Linked DNA regions of Mus musculus: all the other regions are linked to region 1. A link is a contact called in public Hi-C, HiChIP or PLAC-seq and promoter capture Hi-C data. All regions are on one chromosome and are shown on one strand. The core of a region is the stretch at or near the end of the contact, and the rest is flanking DNA. Distances in the headings are between cores, read along the strand shown. Region 1 holds the start of Mon1b (MON1 homolog B, secretory traffciking associated). Region 2 holds the start of Dynlrb2 (dynein light chain roadblock-type 2). Region 3 holds the start of Cog4 (component of oligomeric golgi complex 4). Region 4 holds the start of Wdr59 (WD repeat domain 59). Region 5 holds the start of Maf (avian musculoaponeurotic fibrosarcoma oncogene homolog).

Evidence for each region. Promoter capture Hi-C pulls out the DNA fragments that hold promoters and counts their contacts. A called contact is a pair of places that touch in the nucleus more often than the background predicts. HiChIP or PLAC-seq counts read pairs in DNA pulled down with a chosen protein or histone mark. Capture Hi-C pulls out chosen DNA fragments and counts their contacts.
Region 2: a contact with region 1 is called in an H3K4me3 HiChIP or PLAC-seq map of embryonic forebrain, with 7 times the contacts expected there. The contact joins the promoter of Dynlrb2 here to the promoter of Mon1b in region 1. A contact is called at or near these places in 3 of 39 promoter capture datasets (embryonic stem cells, liver and pre-B cells) and 4 of 115 datasets of contacts at active chromatin or transcription factors (astrocytes, embryonic forebrain, large pre-B cells and 1 more).
Region 3: a promoter capture Hi-C map of pre-B cells shows a contact between it and region 1, with 3 times the contacts expected there. The contact joins the promoter of Cog4 here to the promoter of Mon1b in region 1. A contact is called at or near these places in 1 of 39 promoter capture datasets (pre-B cells), 2 of 484 Hi-C or Micro-C datasets (CD4 T cells and CD8 T cells) and 1 of 9 other capture datasets (adipose tissue).
Region 4: a promoter capture Hi-C map of liver shows a contact between it and region 1, with 3 times the contacts expected there. The contact joins the promoter of Wdr59 here to the promoter of Mon1b in region 1. A contact is called at or near these places in 1 of 39 promoter capture datasets (pre-B cells), 2 of 115 datasets of contacts at active chromatin or transcription factors (astrocytes and embryonic forebrain) and 2 of 9 other capture datasets (adipose tissue and liver).
Region 5: a contact with region 1 is called in a Hi-C map of CD8 T cells, with 4 times the contacts expected there. The contact joins the promoter of Maf here to the promoter of Mon1b in region 1. A contact is called at or near these places in 2 of 39 promoter capture datasets (liver and pre-B cells) and 2 of 484 Hi-C or Micro-C datasets (CD4 T cells and CD8 T cells).

The regions. Positions count from the first base shown.
Region 1 is chr8:113,634,509-113,637,086 of GRCm38.p6, reverse strand. Mon1b (MON1 homolog B, secretory traffciking associated) reads right to left here and starts at 1,288. Exons shown (of 5, transcript NM_173015.3): 1 at 818-1,288. The coding sequence starts at 965.
Region 2 is chr8:116,503,719-116,506,296 of GRCm38.p6, reverse strand. It overlaps Dynlrb2 (dynein light chain roadblock-type 2), which reads right to left and starts at 1,282. Exons shown (of 4, transcript NM_029297.1): 1 at 1,248-1,282. The coding sequence starts at 1,250.
Region 3 is chr8:110,845,727-110,848,304 of GRCm38.p6, reverse strand. It overlaps Cog4 (component of oligomeric golgi complex 4), which reads right to left and starts at 1,281. Exons shown (of 19, transcript NM_133973.2): 1 at 1,096-1,281. The coding sequence starts at 1,254. Sf3b3 (splicing factor 3b, subunit 3) reads left to right here and starts at 1,502. Exons shown (of 26, transcript NM_133953.2): 1 at 1,502-1,630.
Region 4 is chr8:111,520,828-111,523,405 of GRCm38.p6, reverse strand. Wdr59 (WD repeat domain 59) reads left to right here and starts at 1,299. Exons shown (of 26, transcript NM_001170742.1): 1 at 1,299-1,478. The coding sequence starts at 1,425.
Region 5 is chr8:115,705,591-115,708,168 of GRCm38.p6, reverse strand. Maf (avian musculoaponeurotic fibrosarcoma oncogene homolog) reads left to right here and starts at 1,275. Exons shown (of 1, transcript NM_001025577.2): 1 at 1,275-2,578. The coding sequence starts at 1,306. The coding sequence ends at 2,418.

The DNA.
Region 1 (2,578 bases), core at 39-2,538:
CCTTAGTCTTCAATAACCTTTACATGACAGTTCTTATTTTCCTCCAGGTCTGGGCCCCCACTCCACCAATGGCCACCATTAACAATCACTAACCCACAAGGTTTTCACGGTTCCCACAGTTTTCCGCCCAGAGTTATCACTTTAAATCCCATAATGAAGCCCCTTGCTTTCTTCCCACCGCCTCTGATGTCTACTGACTCACCCAAGGACAATCATCCATTTGCAACCCCATCTGATTTTTTCACCCTCAAGTGTTTTCCTATGTTCTTAATTGCGTACCGATATTCCCATGTTCCCAAATACCCAAGCAACACGTCTCAATTCCCATCAAGGAACTCCCATCAAGACAACCCTTTTGGGACCCAACTATGCCCCCTTTGTTTCTTTAAGGTGGTACACTCAGGTCAAGTACATTCTAATTTCCTTGCAACAGAAGGGTGTCCCAGGATGTGAGAACACCATTGTTAAAATGGGACTGTTCCGGGCAAACCAGCACAGTCCATCTTCCTAGCCTTGACACTATCACCACCACCACCACCACCACCACCACCACCACCCACCATAGAATACATTTGTAGAGGCACAATGCTGCCCCTTCCGGACAACAGCTGACACCCATTGGCTTCTATGTCATTTCTCAACGATTTCAATTAAGTCAGCAAGTCTGTGTCCAACGACTGACTGAGAGCTATGCCTCAAGCTACTTTCTTGGGTTCCCAAAGACTGCCCACTGGTCTCCCACTGATCTCTTCCCGCTCAGCTAGCAATGACAAGCCCTGGGGGTTTGCTTCCAAGGCTTTATTGAGGGAAGCTATACCTGTGTCCTCCGGGTCCCCATCTCCGGGATCCAGCGTGCTTGCGTGAACCCTTTCACTGTCTCCAGCCTCCTCTCTGGGGAACTGCGTGTCCACCAAGTCCTCCACGCCCCCGGGGGCTGGGACAGCATTATCTCCTCCGGCCTCCATCTGCACATCCCTGGAGAGAAGGGGAATCGAGGGTGATGGGCAGCAACAGAAAACTTCTTACAAGCCTTCAGGGAGCCAGACCCCCCGGATACATTCCTAGTGCGGTTTCCCCTACGGTTTTCGACAGGACGCGACATTCAAAACCATGACCAAATACTTGCACCCTCCGGCACTTTCGGATGGGTGACGCTCCGCTGGGCTTCTGCCAACACGGTACATCAACACCTGTTTCAACCTCTTATCTCAACTGGGTGGACAGCAACACTTTGAGGAGCCGCTGCCGCACCACACTTCCTGGTGTGGTGGGGACTTGCCACACTTCCGGAAGCGACGCCTCCCCGGGACACTTCCGGTTTCACGGCCGTATTGACTCCCCGGAGTGCCAATGGCAGCCACACGCTGCGTTCCCTCACCGTAAGGATAGCGCGGGACTCTCCCGGAACTCTGTGGAATCTGCGCGTCCTTCCACCGGACGCAGCCAGGATCGGCTGTGAAGTGGGGCCAGACCGGCCCACTTCGCGTACCAAGGGCTACCGGCTGAAGGGGGCGCGGCCTGGAAATCTACTAGGTCGAGGGGGCGGGACCTAGTCCCTCTCACCCAATCAAGAGTAGGCTCTCCCTTATGTCCCGCCCCATTCTGGTGGAGCCTCCGCAGATAGTGTGCGCTAATTGGCGAAAGCCACTGCTCATCCCTTGACTGACATCTCCCTGTTTCTAACCGAAACCTCACTCCTGTTCCGGTCTTTGCTGGAATGAGAGAATGCCGAACCAATGAACTCGCGTCCCCAGTATTGAGACAACTTCACGCTCTTTTATTCAATTATAGGGGCAGGGCGGAGCGTATGCTTGACGGACAGCTCTCTTTCCAATCGGAACGTCGCCCGCAGCCCAGTCAGCCTATGGGACTCGGATGCTGAAGCAAGAGGCGGGCTCTGCTGGTGGGACTGACTCTTGGGATTCTGGACTCCGCCAGCCTGCGAGGGGAGCTTACGGAAACAAAAGCAAGCTGCTTAGGGCTAGTGTGTGCGGGCAACACGAGCGCACCCCACTAGCAAGGAGAGGTTCTGTGGGCCGAGCCAACCAGATCGGCAGCCTAATCCAATAGCGGAGTGGGGGGTGTGGTTGTCAGGGACCGCTGCGTTCTGGTTGGCTGAGAATTCTGCCGCACCTACCTCCGGGTATCACCATTGGCTACTATGTATGATGGGCCAGGGGCAGCAACAGCAGTGAGGAATCTTGTGAACAGAAGCACCTAGATGCTCTCTTCCTTAAGGCTGTGGAGCGGGGATAGGTGTATCTAGGCGGCCAGAAGTCGCTCCAAACTAAGTGTTGTTCATTTTGGTTTTGAGTCACAGGCTCCTAATAACCCAGGCTGGCCTTAAACTCGCGATCCTCCTCCCTCACCCTCTATCTGGCCCTAAACCCAAGTCAGAGTAGATTACAGTGCTGCTCCAGCACCTGCCATTGCCTTTAGGTTTAGAATGAGGGTGTGAATATCCCTGTTCTGGACGTCCAGGTCCGTTTTTTAGGTCTTTCTGTACATTGGTCTTTGAGACTGCTTGAAGCCTCGCAGTTTGTGTCTCTGAGTGTTACTATATTATTATCAGAGAAAA
Region 2 (2,578 bases), core at 33-2,532, 2.9 Mb before region 1:
GTGGAGGTGAGCAAGCACTTTTCTCGTTTTTCCCACCACCAGGGCAGGTGTCTTTTGAGGAAATGTCAGGCTGGATTAGTGGCTTTCCTCATGGTGGACACTGGTAACATTTAATTTAGCATGTTCTTTAAACTACACCATGGCCCAAAGCTTGGAGAAATGCATCTGCAGAGGCCACCCCAGGTCACAAACGGGCTGTCACAAATAAAGAGGACTGTGAAAACAAAGGAAGAGAGCATATGTTTACATTTCAGTAACACGAAAGCTCTGAGCCTGAGGTGTCCTCTGGAAAGGAAAAGGAGACATCGCCAGTGACAGTAATAGCAAGAATCTGATAGTGCCAGGGACTTGTTTTGTCTCATACACAGCCTGGGACAAAACCAAAACCAAACCAAACCAAACACCAAAACCAAACAACAAACAAACCAACCCAACCGACCAACCAAGAAAACGCAAACCCCAGTAAATGTAGACATTTTTTTCTTGGGGTATCTCTCTGACACTTGGCATTTCTTGGTCTCCTTATGTCTGGCACAGAATACTCACAAACCAGCCCAGTTCTGATCGCCTTAGGGGCTCCTCAAAGTCACGGACCTCTCCTCCCTTCCTCCACTGCTCCTCTCAGCTCTCTGCTCCTCACCTTTCCTCTCCTCCAAGGTGGTTCTCTTCTGACTCCCAGACCCCTATTGCAACCTCCTGTGTCCCCAGGCCACTCCTGTGCCTCTCCTCCTCTCCCCTTCACTCTCCTTCCCTCCTCCTCCTCTCCCTTTCCCTTTTCTCCAACCCTTTTCCTTCGTTTCTTTCTCTCCCATCCCCTTCCTTCTCTTCTCTTCCCCTTTGCCTTTCTTTTTCCCTTTCCTTTTTTTTTCTCTCTTCTCTCTCCTTCCTTTTCTGTGCAGGCGAGGTTGGGGTAGCATCCCACCTTCCTCCCCGCGTTCTCTCTCCATTCCTCGCCCCCCCTCCTAGTTTTTATTTCTTCCCTCTTTGTCTCTTACTCATCTCCCAGCCCCCTTCCCATTTTTTTGTTCTCCTGGTCTCCTTCTTTCTCAGCTTGGGATCTTTCTTTCTTTCTCCACCTCTGTCATAGCTCTTTGCAAACTTTTCTGGCTCCCAGATTCATCTCAACACCTCCCGTTTTTTCAATAGCGCCCTTTCCAGCTGTCATCCAGTAAATGGTGAGACCCTCCCAGGACAGCTGTGCACATGAGTCTCCCCCTCTACCCTTCTAGACAAGAACTCAGATTTACCATCGCGCCTGTGGGACAGCTCCTGGCTCAAGTCTGAGTTGCAGTTTCTGTGGATGTCAACAACGCTTCCCCCGTTGCTAGGCAACCAGGCAGGAAGTGGCTTTCTGAAAGCTATGGGCTGCGCCTGCGCAACGGTTAGGCTGTTTCTGAAGCCGGCTTTTCCGCCCTGCATGTGGCAGGTTGCTTTGCAGCCTAGCAAAAGAAGGCAGGCACGGACGTTCCTTCCCAGGAACCTCAAGGCGATGGGGTCGTGGCAGGATACAGTCTCTCCTGGGTTTAACTTTTCTTCTTTTTCATGCTTTCTGGAGATGTGGCCGGCACTTGTCCCTGAGTCAGGCAAGTGTAGGTAGCCACTTGACCGCCCCCACGTGAGATATATGATACACACATGGGTGCCAATAATACCATCCTGAGATATAGAACTATCCATGTGGGAAACAATAACACACTGTGGATATGGTAGCACGCAGGGAAGGTGCTCATGTCCTAAAACCAACCGATTTCACTTTATCTCTGAGAATTTGGTACTAGAGCTGAGCCGATCTAGAAAGGGTTTGTTCTGCTGCTGTGATAAACAAACAAACAAACAAACAAAGAGCAACTTCGAGGAGAAAGGGTTCCGTCTAGCTTACAATTCCAGGTCGCAATCATTGTGGGAAGGCAAGGCAGGAGCTTGAAGAATCTAGTTAGATCCACACTCAGCAGGGGGAGAGAATGAGAGAGGGGGGAGGGGGAGAGGGAGAGGGAGAGAAAGGGAGGGAGCGATAGAGGAGGGAAAGTAAGAAAAAGCAGAAGAGAAAGAGGGAGGAAGGAAGAAAGAAGGAAGAGGAGGAAGCCTTTATCCACAGCTGTGATGGGAGGCAAGCAGGATTCCAGCAGGAGCAGCTCTGGCAGGAGAACAACAGCTCAGAGAGAAGTGGCCAAAGTGACTTCCAACCAGCAGTAAAGTCTGATTCTGCGCATAGGGAATCAATGGGGGAGAACGGGAGCCACTTTCTCCTCATCGACCTTTCCCTCCAATGATTTCTCGGAGGTAGCTTGGTTTAATTTTGATGCCTTCTCTTTGGGGTGGGACTATGATGGATATCCAAGGTGGTGCTTTATAAAGCGCCTTGAAGGAATCCAACATGTTCTCGGGCCCCGTCCTAGGTACTGGGAATTCTTTCCACCCCTTCCACCACCTCCCAACTCTCCCCCTTCCTTTAAATTCATGCTAAGTGCTAAATAACCTTCAACTCCACTGAAAGTGTTAGTTACTAAAACTTGCAAGCACTTGGAAAAACCAAACCGTAGGCATATTTTACTCTTCCTTGCCCTTAACTGTCAAAAAC
Region 3 (2,578 bases), core at 32-2,531, 2.8 Mb after region 1:
CTGCTGGAGCAGATGCAAGGCAGTACTTGAAAACATTCAAAGGTAGTAACAACTCTCTTTTCCTCTATTCAGAGCGCTTTGAGAGCTGCATGACATTAATCCCAGCACTTGAGTGACAGCGGCAGGCAGATTACTGAGTTCACTGCAAGCCTGGTCTACATAGTGAGTTGCAGGCCAGGTAGGGCTAGATAGTTAGAGCCTATCTAAAAAGAAAAAAAAAAAAAGTTCCCTGGGAAAAACAGCTGCCAAGGTTTTTAGGTGAGAGGTTACATCTTCTGACTTGCAAGGAATCCATCCACGAACTGACAGCACCAGACTGCCATGGAAAAGAAACAAACGTATATAAAGAGATATAGCATGCTATTAATAGAAAGGAAGCCGAATCCTTTCCACACCTGTTACTTGATTGACCACACATCCGAGGTACAAGAGATGAAATCACTTGTCCGAGACCAGACAGCTGCGCCTTAGTCTTAAAACTTCAAAGTCCTAACAGGGAGATTTCAAACTTCTAGGGAGTTGTGAGCTCGCCTATAATGCCAGTAGCTTGAGAGGTTGCTCTAGGAAGGTAGCCAATTTGAAGACAATATGGGCAACACCGAGGCCGTCTCAAAATAAGAAAACATCCAAATGCCTACACTTAACTGAAATGCTAAAAATACACACATAATCATTTCTTCCAAGAGAAAAAGTCTTAGACCTTCAAGCTAAATAGAAAGGAACTTCTCCTTTAAATGAGTCGAGAAGAAACTTTCGTAACTTTTCACTTCCCAAGCCAAAGCAATTCTTATTCTGAAGTCAAGCCAATTCGGTATACACATATGTATGTGTGCATGTAATACATACATGTACGCGCACACACACACACCACTTCCAGTTTTACTCGTCAGGGAAATCAATACGGAGGCAGACCAAGGAAGTAGTCCAGGTAACAGGTCAAATAAGCTTGAGTAGAACTGACAGGTGTACCCAAATGCCCAACTACATTAAAGCCTCTTGGGAAGCTGCTTTCTCGTTTTCCCTGGTAAAGCGATCGACACCCGTGATGCCCTCTGCCACCGGATCCTCCAGGAAAAAGGAGGTTCAGCTCCCCACCTCCTCGCCACAGAGTCGTTCGTACACAGCTTCCAGCTCCTGCAGCTCTGTCAGAGAGCGAATGAGCTCGGTGGAGATTTCGGAGCAGTGTCCTCCTCCCACCCCCTCCGGTGGCGGAGGAGCTCCTGACAATTTCAGCGGAGACTCCACCTCCGCCATCTTGGCTCCCGGTGGGCGCTTCCGGGCTTGCGAGGTCCCCTCTGCGTTGGCGCGGTGACCTTTGGGGCTGCCCACAGATATGCCCGATCAAAACCATTGGAAGTCTATTTTTAAAACTAACCTTCTATTTTACAGAAAACTTACCGTAACGTATAAATTTTAGATAACTCATTAGTCTTCAGGTGCAAGATGAAAACATCCCAAATTTACATCTATTTATCAGGCGGGGGCTAGATACCTTTTTCCCGTCGCGCGGCACCCGAAGGCCCGTCTTGAAGGCTAATGGCGGACGCCGGCGGATCGGCAGTGGCGGTGGCTTAGGCCTTGAAGCGATTCAGCATCCGTCGGGTACCGAAGCCATCCTTCTTGCAGCAGGGTAAAGAAGTGGCCTCCCAGCTTCTCTGTCGCGGAGGAAGTGGAGAGCGCTCATAGGAGAGAGCTGCCCGGCACCTCGGCCGGAGCCGCAGGGGCAGTTTTAGGCCCGAGAGGTTCGGTAGGCGTGAGGTTAGGGAAATGCTTGCCGTGGGCAAATGGCCTCGTGGACTCTTCGCCCACTTGTGTCTTCAGAGTGGGAACGAGTCCTTTAAGGCTTGCGAGTTTAACGTGGTGGCACACTCGTGTATTTCCACCACGCGGGGGAGGTTGAGGAAGTGGGAGTCCCACCGAGGCTGCATAGGAAGACTCGAGATTGAAAGACTATTCAATCAGCAAGGGGTAAAAATTCTGTTTGTTCAAAATGTGCAACTATCAGAAACCGCCCGGGAGCCGGGGATCTGGTTTGAACTTGTGCATTTGGTAGTTAGGCAAAATGTTGTTTCTCCTCTGAACCTCTGTTTACTGTAAAAGAAAGAAAAAAAAAACCCGAAGGCTAATAGTACCCATTTGAAGACTGTGCAAGATAAAAAGGAGGTGATGGTGGAACCGGAGATTATAGGCAGAGGCGGGGGAGGAAGCTTTCCACGGTTTGGCTGTTACGGTTACCTGATACCGGATATTCCTCCAGGAAGCACCTCTTCAGTAAGCCAGGAGATCCGTTTGTTTTGGTGTTGAGTGAGTAGGTGCTCATTTTAATCCTCCAAACCTAATGGTAGAGAGCACTTGCCCAAGGCCATAGGTTTCCTTCTCGTAGCCTCAAACACGAAATTCTGCATACAGAGCCTTACGAGGCAAGGTACCATCTTCCCCCCTGTTAAAGCAAATGTCCAAAGTCATAACATCACGTTCGCTGCTTATGGTGCAGCCGGAACTCATCCGTGACAGCCTTGTAAATTGTGAGGTCCTCTACCCTCAAGCTGCCAGTGCCAGTTCAACCTTTAGGGATAAG
Region 4 (2,578 bases), core at 50-2,549, 2.1 Mb after region 1:
CTTTATAACCAGCGTCTGCTGGGGGAAAGGAGTCTACACCTCCTCTCCATTCATGCAACGATCTTCAGAGAGGAATGCTGGTGACAGTTTATACTTGAGCCTTTACAACATGTCAGGCCTAGTGCTTGGCTCCTCTCAACAGCTAAGTATGATATACCCCCTTCTGTAGACAAAGAGATGCTAAGCCAGTTAACCCAGGACTTCAAAGGATAGGGTTGAAGAGGAGCCAACTAGTATCTACTATGCTAAACTTCCTGATTAATTTTTATTTCATCCTCAAAAATTGTCTAAGACTCCAAAAACTGTGTGGATAAAGATATTGCTAGTGTTAGAAATTAAAACCATGAATAGGGAAAAAAAACCATTATGGTTAAATGGCAACTACCATTAACATTAATTACACATCTTCAGTGAAAAAAAATAACACTTTTCAAAACCAAAATGATGTTATCAAAAAGAGGGTCAGCCGGGCAAGTGGTGGTGCACGCCTTTAATTTCAGCATTTGGGATGCAGAGGCAGGCAGATTTCTGAGTTCGAGGCCAGCCTGGTCTACAGAGTGAGTTCCAGGACAGCCAGAGCTACACAGAGAAACCCTGTCTCAAAAAAAAAACAAACAAAAAAAAACCCAACCAACCAACCAAACAAAAAAACAAACAAAAAAAGAAAAGAAAAAAAGAAGGAAAAAAGTCATGTCGTTTAATATTCAGTTTAAACTTCCTCTCAGAGTAAATTCCCTCTGTACTACACATCCTCGGGAGAACTATACCGCACAGTGATGTTAGTAAGATTATAAAATTGTTTTTACCTTTAGGGACTTGTTTTCTCCTCCACCCCCAAAGTGTTGTTCGTGGAGAACCTCAGGAACTACTTCAGAGGCACGGCTGTACAGCATGAAACAAAAAATTGTGCACTCAGATTTTTCAAAGCCTTGATGGCAGGAATCAGAAGAGGTTTTTTCCCTTGGTAGGGATGTAGGTTTTGTTTATAGGCTATGTGTAGGAGAATACGGGGATACCAACCAAATACCAGCAAAAATACAGGACAACTGCCATCTACTCTCTGAACTCAGGCTCTTCCTGGGTAACTGACGCTGTGCTGACATTTGACTACAATTCCCAGCAGAGCTCACGGCAGGGGGCGTGTCGGCAGCCGCGGGGTGCCCAGGTGACTCGTACTGATGACGAAATGAAGGGGCGTTCCTGTTTTGGGGCAGACCTGGTCCGTGGTTGGGGGAGAAAGCAGAAGAGGCGGGGTCTATCATTGGGGTAGCCAATCAGTTGTGGTCAAGTGAAAGGGAGAAACTGGGCGTGGCCGGATTTATTAGCAGGCTGTGTGGGGCTTACTCACGCGGGGAGTCTCGGACTTGGGGGTGGGGTTGGGGGTGGAGGGTCGCCTGCTGGCACCCCACGATCGGGCTAGTGAGATGGCGGCGCGCTGGAGCAGCGAGAACGTGGTGGTGGAGTTTCGAGACTCTCAGGTGAGCTGTGCGTGAATGGAGCCATCTGGGAATGGAGCCATCTGAGCATGCGCTTTCCGTGGTTTACACCCTCACCCGCCCCCCCCCCCATCCCCGCACCCCTGCACCCCCGCCTTTTCATCCATCCCTTTGCTCAGGGTGGGAAGATGGACGCGGTGCTCATCTGGAGCTGTCAGTCAGGATAGCTAAGGAAGCTTTGATTACTGGTCAGGACAGTTAGGGCAAAGGCGTGTATGGCCTTTAGGGTTCCAAACAGGCTTATGGTCTTGGGACGCCAAGATAGTGATTGTAAATGCTAAAGGGATTCTGACCTTGTTCAAGGTAGTGAACTGGGGGAGGTGTCCACTCCCTGAGGTAGTCGACTGCACTTGGTGACTTCGGGAAAGTTGCAGAACTTCTCTGAGCCTCAGTTACTTGGACCAAGTCTCACCTTGGACCATTTTGGGGGTGAATTTGTGAAATACTGTTTTGCGGAGCATCTGTTTCAGCCTAAGTGGTTGCTAATGTGGGAAATACTCTGTCGTTGACAAGATACATGTATTGCTTAGATTGGACACCTGTGAGCCCATCCCTCACATCACTCTCCACGCCTCGGTTTTCTTTTCTTTTTTTCTTTTTTCTTTTTCTTCTTTCTTTTTGGTTTTTCGAGACAGGGTTTCTCAGTGTAGCCCTGGCTGGCCTGGAACTCATTCTGTAGATCAGGCTGGCCTCGAACTCAGAAATCTGCCTTTTTCTGCCGCTGCCTCCCAGATTAAAGGCAAGCGCCACTACTGCTCGGCTATGCCTAGTTTTCTTACCTGTAGAAGGGAGGTTATTATACTTACAGGACTGGCATGAGAATTTTATGAGGCCACATGTTTAAGAAGTGTGGCACATGGCAAGCTTTAAAAATTGTTAACATTGGAGGCCTGCAAGGTGGCTGGCAAAGGCACTGCTGCCAGGCTTGCCAGCCTGAGTTCCAGGACTCACATGTCAGGAAGAACCAGCTGCCATACAATGGTCTCCTTCCTCCATCTGAAAGACTCCGAGAGGAGCCCCTCACTCAGGCCTCGGGACAATAGTGGACACCCAAGAACTCAGGAGAGACCAAGCTTGATGCA
Region 5 (2,578 bases), core at 26-2,525, 2.1 Mb before region 1:
AGCAAACCATCCTCCCGGGTCCTACCGGATTCCAGCCGCCCTTTTAGTAAACTCTGTCCCCTGGTGCACTAAACTTCGCACCGGCCGGTGGTGGGGGGTGTTGCTCCCTGGCTGCGCCCCAGTAGCAGCGCCGCAAGGGTTAAGCAAACCTGTCCCAGCTGACAGTCAGCTGATTGGGCTGTGATTGACAGCTCCGAAAAGTTTCCTTGTTTCTATACTATTATGCTAATCGCTGCCGCTCTCGCCGCCTCCCATTGGCGGAGAGTGCCAGTCAATTTCCCATTTGAGCCTGACGTCACGGGTGCTATAAAACTCAGCAATTGCTTTAAACTCTTCTCGCTGGGATCAGAGGCTTTAAAATCTCTTTTCATCTTGGAGCTGTAGCTCGGGCTGCTCGTCCGCTCGGCCTCTCCCCCCAACCCTTTTGCTCTCGGCTTTGCCTTGGCCCAGGACTTGCAATTTTGCTTTAAAAAAATAATAAGAAAGAAAAAAAGAAAAGAAAAGAAAAACCAAAACCAAAAGAAAAAAAGTGGGGGAAGAAAGAACTTAACTCCCCCCTCCCTTGCCTCCAGCCGGCCTGCACCTCGGTCTTGCACTTTGCACGGAGGGAGAGGGTGAGAGAGAGAGAGAGAGAGAGAGAGAGCGCGCGCACGCGAGGGATCCGGAGAGAGAAAAGAAAATAATAATAGTAACCATAAGAGCCAGGCAGAAGAGGAGAGAAGCGTGAAGTGTTAACCACTCCGGTGTGGAGGCCGGCGCCTCCGGGACAGCCACCCGCCGCGCCACACAGCCCCGGAGCAGCCTCCGCGCGCGCCCCGCCTGCAGCCCGGCCGGCTTAGGCGAGCCCTCCTTATGCAAAGCGCGCAGCGGAGCGGCGAGCCGGGGACGCCGCGCACCGGGCCGTGCTCCTCCGGCATCCTCTCTGCCGCTGTCATCACCACCGTCACCGCCAGCCGCGGAGGACCTTCCCGAGCCTGAAGCGCCCGGGATCGGAGCTCAGGGAGGCGAGCAGGCGAGGAGGGGGCCCGGGGCGAGCGGAGGAGAGAGAGCGAGAGAGCAAGAGAGAGAAAGAGAGAGAGCACATTGGCGTGAGCAGGGGGAGGGAGGGCGGGCGCGGGGGGCTGCGGGCAGGGCGGGGGGTGTGTGCACGTTCGAGCTTTCGGGCCACAGCCACCGCCGCGCAAGCTAGAAGCGCCCTAGCCCGGCAAGCTGGCTCACCCGCTGGCCACCCAGCACAGCCCGCTGGCCCCTCTCCTGCAGCCCATCTGGCGGAGCGGCGGCGGCGGTGGCGGCGGAGGCAGGAGGATGGCTTCAGAACTGGCAATGAACAATTCCGACCTGCCCACCAGTCCCCTGGCCATGGAATATGTTAATGACTTCGATCTGATGAAGTTTGAAGTGAAAAAGGAACCGGTGGAGACCGACCGCATCATCAGCCAGTGCGGCCGTCTCATCGCCGGGGGCTCGCTGTCCTCCACCCCCATGAGCACGCCCTGCAGCTCGGTGCCCCCGTCCCCCAGCTTCTCGGCGCCCAGCCCGGGCTCGGGCAGCGAACAGAAGGCGCACCTGGAAGACTACTACTGGATGACCGGCTACCCGCAGCAGCTCAACCCGGAGGCGCTGGGCTTCAGCCCGGAGGACGCGGTCGAGGCGCTCATCAGCAACAGCCACCAGCTCCAGGGTGGCTTCGATGGCTATGCGCGGGGAGCGCAGCAGCTGGCCGCGGCAGCGGGGGCCGGCGCCGGCGCCTCCCTGGGCGGCAGCGGCGAGGAGATGGGCCCCGCCGCCGCCGTGGTGTCCGCCGTGATCGCCGCGGCCGCCGCGCAGAGCGGCGCGGCACCCCACTACCATCACCACCACCACCACGCCGCGGGGCACCACCACCATCCGACGGCCGGCGCCCCGGGAGCCGCGGGCGGCGCGTCTGCCTCTGCGAGCGGCGCGGGTGGCGCGGGCGGCGGTGGCCCGGCCAGCGCCGGGGGCGGCGGCGGCGGAGGCGGCGGCGGGGGCACGGCGGGGGCGGGGGGCGCCCTGCACCCGCACCATGCCGCGGGCGGCCTGCACTTCGACGACCGCTTCTCGGACGAGCAGTTGGTGACCATGTCGGTGCGCGAGCTGAACCGGCAGCTGCGCGGGGTCAGCAAGGAGGAGGTGATCCGACTGAAGCAGAAGAGGCGGACCCTGAAAAACCGCGGCTATGCCCAGTCCTGCCGCTTCAAGAGGGTGCAGCAGAGACACGTCCTGGAGTCGGAGAAGAACCAGCTGCTGCAGCAGGTAGACCACCTCAAGCAGGAGATCTCCAGGCTGGTGCGCGAAAGGGACGCCTACAAGGAGAAATACGAGAAGCTGGTGAGCAACGGCTTCCGAGAAAACGGCTCGAGCAGCGACAACCCTTCCTCTCCCGAATTTTTCATGTGAGTGTGACACGCGATCCCAGCTAGCCACCTTGTTAAATGCTCCGTGGGGGTCCCGCTCCTGAGTGGGCTTGCTAGTTGCAGGGCCAAGCTCGCTCGGCCACCACCTCGCCCCCTCCCCTGGCGAGTTTGCTCCCCTTGGCCCTGAACAGACACACACACAC